Regions from separate parts of the Sus scrofa genome. Here region 2 is linked to region 1. A link is a contact called in public Hi-C data. All regions are on one chromosome and are shown on one strand. The core of a region is the stretch at or near the end of the contact, and the rest is flanking DNA. Distances in the headings are between cores, read along the strand shown. Region 1 has its middle 17 kb from the start of MVB12B. Region 2 overlaps MVB12B (multivesicular body subunit 12B).

Region 1 (4,905 bases), core at 658-3,157:
GAAGGATTTGTTAAGTGAGAGAGACACCAGGACAACTTGGCCCAGGGCTCTCTGCCACCATGTGTCTGATGAGTAGCCAGAGGCCCCGAGACCTTTAGCTGAGCTGGATCATCCAAGTGATGTGACTAAGTCAGGCCTGGGGCAGGGGTTCAACTTGGCCACCAGATCCCTCTCCTGTGTACTGACCATCAGGCACTGTCAATTTATTTAAACAACCGACTTAAATTAACCATTTCTAGACACCTCTCAAGTTGTCCACTTCCTAAGCATCCACTCGAACAGTCTGTGAGAACTGAGAAAAGATAAAGCAGATAAAAAGAAACCTTGAGAAGTAAACAAAGCACTTGTAAATCAGGAAGGGATGAAAGTCTGAATTGCAAGGGCCATTACGTGCTGGAGTTGGAGAACATTCCTTATCAAAACATGGAGATTGGAGCCAAAGCCAAGGTCAGAAGGGAACTTTGACCCTCAAAGAAATCTGTGGTGGAAGAATCAGGCCACAACTAAAGCTGTGTAACACCAGGGAAGATGACAGCACAAACATGGGAAATGGGAAGGAAAAAAGGAGCTAGTCACAAAGACATTTTTAGATTATGATGCGTCCAAGAGGATGCGGGCATGGAAATTAGGAAATGCCACAGCCATAAACAAAGACAGAAACTCTACCTATCAAAACCCACGGGGAAAAATTTCTGTCCACTCGTCTCTGAAAAAGCCAAAAGACTTGCCATCCACCTGAGCCCGGGGTGGAAAAGGAAACGGGAGTCCAGGGCCACAAAATGCACCCGTACAAAGCCTGGAGTCATGGAGACTTATCCCAGAAAATTAATAAGCAAGCTTACTGGGACCCAGAGAAAAACCTTGGCATCCCCAGTGGAGGCAAGCTTCAAACTGCTCTATAGATACAACCCAGGGCACGTGGGACCCCCAGGCCCTAAGGGAAAACAAGCTTGGTGTGAGTTTACAGACCACGACTACGAAGCACGCGAGGAAACAAGCCACCAAGAGAAAGACCCAGTGGATGCATCTCAGGTGACACTTGGACCTCAAGACCTGGAAATGAAAAAACACCTTGAGAGCACCGTGCTCAGGCCTGCTCAGTGAAATAAAGCGAGGCGTGAAAGCCTAAGCCAGAACCGGAGAGTCAGGAAACTGAACTGGCTGGTGTGTGGTAGGGAGAGCTGAGAGCCCAGCCCGGGTCCACAGCTGAGTGCAAACAAGGCGGGCGCTCAGGGCCTCTGTGATGGGCGGAGGGAGAGGAACAAAACAATTTCTGGCCTGAGCATCTCCTTCCTGTTTATTTCCCAAGAAAAAGTCCACTGCCTGAGTTAGAAACACCAGCGTCCACTGTCTCTTGACTGCGACCGATTTTTCAAAAAGAATAGATCAAAGTGCTTATTAACCACATTTACTGCAGGACTGATGGGAGAAAATAAGGGTTGGCTACTGCCCTGCGGGTACTAACTAGTGCCTGGATACAGACTCTACCTCAAAGCACAAGGACTGTTTTGTCACTTCTTTCCTCCCCCACTCCCTCCTTTCTTTCTCTCTCTCTCATGCATGCATGCATTCATTCTTGTTTCTTGGCCAAACACCCCCCAGGAATCCTGAGAGCAATCAGACCTCAGTTCAAATCCTGGTTGCTAAAGTCATGACCAAGGCCCTGTGTCTCAGCTGCCTCGGCTCTTAGATGGAGATAATTATCACTCGCTCCAGGAGCCGAGAACACAGCACAGCCCGAGGGGGCTCTGGATGTGAGGGTCTCGCCCACCCCACTGCTCCAGGGCTCGGGGTGCAGATCTGTCTCAGCTGGAGAGAAAGTGCCCCCACCCCCGTGGGGGTGGGGGTGTTGGTGCCGGACCCTGCAGAGACAAAGCCGCCTTCTGGATGACTCCACCTCCCAGACAGGCTGCTTCCTCCTCTCCCTGCCCCCACCACGGATTCCACTCAGTCCCATTGTTTTGCTTCTGTATCTGGTTTTGTGACAGTTTTAAAGACACCAACATGCCACAGAATTCACACCGGAGCCAGCCCAGCCTCAGCTGCGGCCCCTCACCGTCATCGCCAACATATGTTTAACCCGCTGTTCTTCTGCTTTTGTAAACACACGGTCTGCTTTCAAATCTCGAATTAACGTGATCCTTCCCCTCGCCTCCAAAACCCGGCCTGCCAGTCACACACTCGGTCAGATTTCAGATTCACAGACACACACAGGACAGGACTCATGGGCTCAGAGACCCGGAGGTGAGCAGATCCCGTTCCCCAGCCCACCCCCGCTGCCCCGACTCCCAGACAGAGGACTTCCTGGGTTACAAACTGACTCACGGATACACAACACAGTTGGGTGGATGCTGAACGCTGTCGGAGCCCCAAGAGCTCCAGCCTCACGGACTCAGAGGACAGTCTCTGAAGGTCAGACACTCAGACAGACACACTGACACAGAAACACAGGCGCGCAATCATGCAACTGGAGGGACCCGCAGACCAGCCATGCATCCCCAGACATTATTATGGGCCAAGCTATCCTCCCTATATTTACATGTTGAAATCCTAAGCACCCCCCCGCCCCCTGGCCAAAGGTGAGTGTATTTGGACACCCAGTTTTAAAGGGGTGACTCAGGTCAAATGAAGCCACTGGCTGAGCCCACATCCAACATGACTGGTGTCCTTATAAGAGGAGGAGATGGTGACCACAGATGGGCACAGGAGGAAGACCACGTGGTGACCCGGGGAGAAGGTGGCACCTGCAAGCCAGGGCGAGTGGCCTCATAAGGACCCGAGCTGCCGCACCTTGACCTCACTGAGCCTCCAGGCTGTGAGGAAGTAAATTTCTGCTGTTTAAGCTTCCTGATCTGTGGTGACAGCCCTGGAAAATTAACACAGACATGGAGACTAAGTGACTTCCAACATCGCCCCCAAACACACCCCCAGGCCTGCGGCTGCGTCCTTCAGAGCCTCGCACAGAGCCCAGGGTTGGCCCATCCCACATGCACAGAGCCTGCTGGTGAGCCCCCTTCCCGACAGCCCCACTCTCGGCACAGGTCCCATCTTTCAGCATCACCAAGATCCAAGAGGAGAGGGTACCCAGGGACTTCCTCCTGGGACAGCAAAACTGTGAAAAAACCATAAAGATGATAGCTTAACACATCAACCGCCAACTGCACGTTCCCAGGGCTGTTCCAAACACGTTGCAGATGTTAACTCAACTTTTCGACAGTTCTTTGAGGTAGGAACTATCATCAAAATCCTCATTCAAGGAGCTCCCACGGTGGCACAATGGGATTGGCAGCATCTTGGGAGCACTGAGACACAGGTTCAATCCCCAGTCTGGCACAGCAGGTTAAGGATCCAGTGTTGCCACAGCTGTGGCTTAGGTCACAACGGCCGCTTGGATCTGCTGGCCTGGGAGCTCCATATGCCACAGAGCGGCCAAAAATGAAAGAAACAAAAAACTTGCCACTTGAGAGATGGCAAAACTGGTGCACAGAGACATCAATTAACTTGCCCGAGATGACACAGCCAGCAAAAACACCAGAGCTGGGGCTTGAATTGGAGCAGACTGGCTCAAGTCTAGCTGTGGACCATGGGGCAACCTGCCACCACAATCAGAGACAGGGCCAAATTACAGAAGAGCTCAAATGCCTGGTCAAGAAGCAAATGGGCCAACATGCTGCCCCCAGAGTACAGACTTTCCCTGGGTCTCGAGGCCTCACAAAAACCCTGCATTCAGGACTGGCACCACAATTTGCGTGGCCCAGTGCAAAATGAAAACTCGGGCTCCTGGTTCAAAAAGCAGCAGAAGAGAGTAACAAAAATATTAAAATACAAAGCTTTTTCCTTTCTTCAGTGGTATCGCTTTTGATTTTTATGTGCTAGTTAATGCCACTCCAGGTAAAGATGTAATACAATTTAAAATTATTAGCATGAATTTTACCTTATATTTTGTAATACCAGTTTTAAGTGCATATATAAAAGCATTTAAGTGGTATGTAGGATCTCCAAAATTACATGCATATTTGGGAGCTCACCCAGATATATTTCTTTTTACCAGAGTAGTAGGAACAGGGCACAAAACGAACTCAATGGTTTTATTTTTATGCATGTTCTCCTAGCACTGTCTACCTTGCGCTTACGGAGGATTAAGGAAGTTCGAGAAGAAAAGGAACTATGGTTGCTCTATCTTTTCTTTCCTTTGTGTCACTGTTTACAACCTAAGCGGTTGGTTAACACAGGAAAGGAACCTGAACATGAAAGGATGTGACAGGTTGCTCTGTCGTTTCTTAAAAGACCATCGTCTTCTTGCTAGTTCCAAGTAAATTCTTTTTTGGGGGGTGCGGGGGGCACACCCCCCAAACATTATGGAAGTTACCAGGCTAGGAGCTGAATTGGAGCTGCACCTGCCGGCCTACACCACAGCCACAGCAACACAGGATCCGAGCTGAGTCCGAGAACTACACCACAGCTCGAGGCAACAGCAGCTCTTAACCCACTGAGCTGGGCCAGGGATCAAATACAAATCCTCATGGATACTAGTCGGCTTCGTTACTGCTGAGCCACAACAGGAACTGCCCCAAGTAAGTTCTTATTTGAAGGAAAGTGTGAGCACTTGAGGCTGTGGGCACCTTCTCATTGCTTGAAATCTCACTGGGCTCCCACACATGGTGGGTCCACCAGAATTCTGGGCTTGAGGGGCATCGCAAATGCAAGCCGCCCACAGGGAGGCAAGGAACAGTGGACGCAAATATTGCCTGTGTCTCCTGCTCACAGGCGTGTCCCACCATCCCACTGGACTAAAAATAGGATGTGCATCTGGGGTTCCTGCTGTGGCGTGATGAGACTGGCAGCGTCTCTGTTCGATCCCTGGCCCTGGCCTGGCACAGTGAGTTAAAGGATCCAGTGTGGCCG
Region 2 (4,905 bases), core at 986-3,485, 84 kb before region 1:
TGGTTCTCTAGGACGTGAGGTCCTCAGGTGATGACCCACCGTCTCTGAAAAGCTCCACCAACTGCCCCTTTTAGCTGAAAAAAGCTGGGGATGACAGCTCTCAAAAAAAATGGCAGAAATTCTTTGAACCAAAGAAATGGGGGCAGAGCATGTTTTATAGCTTTTGAGACAGAAGCTCAAGCTCAGGAACGCAACAAGGTCTGCTACTGGCCCTCCCTGGCTCTCTTCTGCTCCCCCCAGGGACTGGCTGGGGAACCGGCCTGCCCGTCTTCCCAGCCTCCCCCAACTTTGGTCAGTAGAGGGCGCCGCATCACCACACTCTCACTCCAGCCTTGGCTTTGCAACTTGATCCCCACGTCCACACAAAGACCACAGTTGAAGTATTTCTTATGCTTGTGGTTTAATATTACAGGAGAAAGAAGCAGCAAAACACAAACTTGCTTTTTTATGATGTGATATCACCTATGTAAAAAGCACACAGAAAAATGACTTGAAGGAAATACAGCCAAAGGTTATGAGCCTTCGGAGATGGAATTTGGTGTTTTCATTGTTACTGAAATTGTCGGTTTTCTCCAAGCTTGCTTTCCTCTCACAATCAGAAAAAGCTGAGGAGTCAGGGACTCAGCAGTTGTCTGGGGGCGGGGATGAGGAGGCTGCAGCACAGGGTCTGAGGCTGCTGGAGAAGCATTTGCTGCAAAACAGAATATATGCCTGCATCTGTGCTGAGCTCTGGGAGGTAACACGCACTGGACACAGTCCCTGCCTTCAGGGAGTGTAGGACATGATCGCAAAGTGAAGTTGCAAAGGCTGAGAGCACTCCACAGGGCGGCGGGGGGAGCCTGGCACAGGCACAGGGCGTTCAGGGAGGGCTTCCTGGGAGAGGGGGCATTTGAGCTGACGTCTATGTAGGGGATGTGAGACACACCTGATTCACAGGGGTCCACGTGAGCAAAGGCGCAGAGGCACAACACAGGAAGGGAAGAAGAAGCTACTGGTTCAAAGTTTGGGGATTGGGGACAAGACGGAGAAGACCAGTCCTGAGAGCCAGAGGTGGAGATTCTGTCCTATAGGCCACTGAGACCCCCACAGGCCTCAGCCACAGCTCAACACCAGAGAGAGAGGCCATCAGATCCCTCTGCTGGACGGATTACAGAGATCTACAGCCTCATGGAACAATATACCCATCATTTCACAATGCTTCAACGAAAAAAAATTTTTTTTTTGTCTTTAGTTCCAGGGCTAGGGGTCAGATCAGAGCTGCAACTGCCAACAGAAGATCCGAGCTGCATCTGTCTGTGTCCCACGCCACAGCCTGTGGCAATGCGGGATCTTTAACCCACTGAGTGAGGGCCAGGGATCGAACCCGCATCCTCATGGATCCTAGTTGGGTTCTTCACCCACTGAGCCACAGCGGGAACTCCTTCAATGAAAAACTTGAATAAATAATCAGCATTTCACTTTTTTAAAAATCAAAGACACCGGCCAGGAAAAACAAAAGAACATTAAGAAATGAGGAATTGGTGGGGAATCAGGAGGCTCCTCGAGGTGTGTGGGCCACCTGTAAACTGCCACACGGTGAGAGAGAAGAGCTTGGGACACACAAGTGGTTTTTACTGGGAAGCATTGGTGTGACATTCAATTATCCTCCCGCACCCTGGCTGACTTAACTCAGTCAAATTAGAATACATTTTATATTGACTATTTTGACATTTGTTTTATTTGGCAAGTAAAACAAAACTGATCCAATTTCCTTGCAGCTACTGTAAACCATAAACTGGTACAAGAGGTTATAAAATAAGTAAGCCTTCTGAAGCTCGTTCTGCCGCACTACCTCCAGTTCCACCCGGCGGCCCGGGGCTGGTTCTCAGGTCCCCTGGTGACCACATTCTCACGGTGACCAGCAAGCTTCTGCGGAGAGCACGCTCTCTGCCTTAACTGGGAGAATCAGGGCTCTTTACCTCACAGAAAGTTAAAACCTGCTCGTGCCTATTTCTAGGCCCTTCCAAACCGTATGAAGACAACAGGGAGCAGCTGTAACCTGTCCAGGGCTACGGGCCTGAGCACAGGGGATGGTGACCACGGCGGTGACGGAGCTCTGGGTGGTGGGCAAGGAGCTGGAAAGTGCTGAACGGAGCTGGGGGAGCCTGGTCTTTCTAAACCAAAGGCACTTCACTGCTCAACCCTCATCTCTCCTCACACCAAAGTGAAACCGAAACCTGCCTCTGAAGTTTCAGGCCATGCCAGGGGCAGTTATGCTTAAGTACTGCTCTCTGCCTCTGAAACTGCCACGAGAAAAGCCCAGATTGTCCTTCTGGAGGAGGGTGTCCCCAGGGACAGTCCTCTGAGCTGCCGGCTCCTAACAGCGGCCTTCCTCCGAGGGAGGTGGCAGCCCAGCTGTGGAACAGGGGCAGAGAAGTCGGCCACCCCACCAACTTCTCTGCACTTGGTGGGGGGAGGGGGGGTGGACGGTGGGGCCCCCCATAATGACTTTTGTCCCATTCCTGAGCGATTTTGTTTGTCTGTTTGCCCACGTGGAAGCTTTGACACCCATTCTCATTTATGTTACCTCCACCTCCAAATGGCACCCCCTCACCAATTCAGACTTTTTTTTTTCCATCTTAGGGCGGCACCTGCAGCATATAGACGGTCCAGGCTAGGGGTTGAATCAGAGCTGCGGCTGCCAGCCTACACCACAGCCACAGCACCACCAGATCTGAGCTGCGTCTGCAACCTACACCACAGCTCACAGCAACACTGGATCCTCAACCCACGGAGCGAGGGAGGCCAGGGATCAAACCCACATCCTCATGGATACTAGTCGGATTCACTTCTGCTGCACCACAACGGGAACTCCAATTCTGACTTGTTTTATTTACTTTTGTTAATTCCTTTCTCAAACGAAATCTATCACTGTTCATTCCTTGTTGTCACAGGATGGCTGCTAAGGATGCAGCAGTTTTGGGATCTGGCCACGTTCTTTGCACCGCCTGCTTCTGTGGAAGGTGCTGAGACCACCTCCACCACTGCTGCGGCTGAAATCAGGTAAGATCCTGTGCGGAGACCCGTGTGCTCACCCAAGTTTCTCTGGGGAAACAACTATTAAAAGAACACCCTCTGAAGAACTTCACACTATCCTCTGATGCTCAGACTACTTACTTCTTAGTCTGTAACTCGATGGCAAAGGAAACAATGAGAAAATGAACAAAATTATTCACCACCCCTCCTGGAGTGAAACAAGCTGCAGGCCAAGGCAGAGAAGGAACTCCATCTTTCACGGCCAGGGTTCCCAACCGCGTGGCTCCAGACATGTCTCTGTGGACAGCTAGGAGCTCTTTACAAGAGCGAGCCTGTTTTTAAGCTGCATGTGCTGCTGTCTTAGAAGCCTGCAGAACACAAACAGTAGAAGGCATTCCGTTCGTGTAATGCAAGGATGTCTAACCGGTTCTGTAAAACCGCTCGAAGGCGCCCTGCTTCTGTAGTGTTGCAGCAGATACGAAGTGGGTGTGTTCGACAGACAGTGTCCTGCACTGGAGCCCAAGACCACAGGACTGTCACACACACGACAGCATGGGACGCCACAGCAGGGCCTCACCTGGGAAGGTTGGGGGCTGGGGTGGGAGCAGCCGATGACTGGGACGGCGTTGTGGGCTGAGATGAGTCATGATTTCTTGGTACTCTGCCCATTCGGTACCAGATCCCCATGCTGTTCAGTTCCCTTGAGGAGAAAAGAGAAAGCTTCATGGCACCGTTTAGCATAAAATGACCTGAGCAACACAGCAAAGCAATTCACGTAAGAGAATCAGGGCCTGAAACACGGGTTACATCCCCTCCCTTTGAGCTCTGGGTGTCACAGATCAGAGTGTGACATAAAGGCAACTGTCCCAACTGGCTGCCTGTCTGGCCATCTTCGTCCCCTGCCCGGGACCTGCCTTCCCATCACAGGCTGTCACCATCTTCCTTGGGTCTCAGCCTGCAACATTCTTTTTATTCTGCCATTTCATTGTGGGTATTTATGTGCTTATCAAGTTCTTTGTGTGGTTAGGGCCAGAAGCAGGAGCCTCGCCCAGCCCTGCCTCGCCCAGCCCTGCCTCGGGGATAAAGCTCCTGTCACCTGAGGTCAGCCTCATTCTCAGGGTCAGTTTGGGAGGCATGTGCCCTGAGGCCACAACATGGGTGGTGACAGAAGGGCCTGAGAGACGCTTCCTCAGGGTCGTTACCTTTCCTGCCCCACACTCCACAGTCACGAGCGTTTGTGCGACAGGTACACTCTTAGGAGTTATAACAGGATTATTTTAGCCAACTTTTCAACTGCCTGAGAATTGCATCTTGGGATGTAGAGGAAGATTCTCTCTCCAAAAACTGAGAACCGATTCATTCAGTGGATACTTCTGGCAGCTTCTTAGTACACTGCGGGGATGATTCTGAACCAGGCATGTCTTATGAGACAGCGGATTCCAATCAGCTGCACTAATTTTACCACCTCTTGGTCACGGCCATGGTCAGGCCTTGGAGGAGCTATTCCCAGTCTGAGGTTTCTGTCTCCCCCAGCTGATGACCCCAAATGTTTGCAAAGTAACATGTGTAATTGTGCCCATTTTAAAGAAAAAAGAGTTCTGAACACTGAATTCTCTTTCCTTAAAAATGACACTGGAATTGCCCTCTGGAAAAGAATTTTTGCCCCAAGGTGAAATAAAAATATACTTTATTTAGCAATCTTTTAAAAATCGTACAAAGAAGATTCTAGTTTTGTTTATCAAGACATAGATGGTGAGAATCTATTCTCTCATGAAGGAGTTCCCATCATGGCTCCGTGGAAATGCATCTGACTAGCATCCATGAGGACGCAGGTTCAATCCCTGGCCTTGCTCAGTGGGTTAAGGATCTGGCATTGCTGTGATTGTGGTG

Evidence for each region. Hi-C and Micro-C count contacts between places; a contact is called where the count stands out from the background.
Region 2: a Hi-C map of subcutaneous adipose tissue shows a contact between it and region 1, with 3 times the contacts expected there. The contact joins two enhancer-like sites. A contact is called at or near these places in 1 of 5 promoter capture datasets (liver), 17 of 47 Hi-C or Micro-C datasets (alveolar macrophages, brain, embryonic fibroblasts and 8 more) and 1 of 2 datasets of contacts at active chromatin or transcription factors (skeletal muscle).

The regions. Positions count from the first base shown.
Region 1 is chr1:266,914,018-266,918,922 of Sscrofa11.1, reverse strand. No RefSeq gene overlaps it. Among named protein-coding and RNA genes, the nearest start is that of MVB12B, 17 kb to the left of the region's middle. Within about 2 kb of position 1,907, at least 30 of the 83 cell types and tissues checked have an H3K27ac peak or open chromatin away from gene starts, as enhancers often do. A contact at or near this core is called in mesenteric adipose tissue and subcutaneous adipose tissue, where this site is marked.
Region 2 is chr1:266,998,526-267,003,430 of Sscrofa11.1, reverse strand. MVB12B (multivesicular body subunit 12B) reads right to left here. Exons shown (of 10, transcript XM_021068965.1): 6 at 3,593-3,715. Among named protein-coding and RNA genes, the nearest start is that of MVB12B, 68 kb to the right of the region's middle. Within about 2 kb of position 2,235, at least 14 of the 83 cell types and tissues checked have an H3K27ac peak or open chromatin away from gene starts, as enhancers often do. A contact at or near this core is called in mesenteric adipose tissue and subcutaneous adipose tissue, where this site is marked.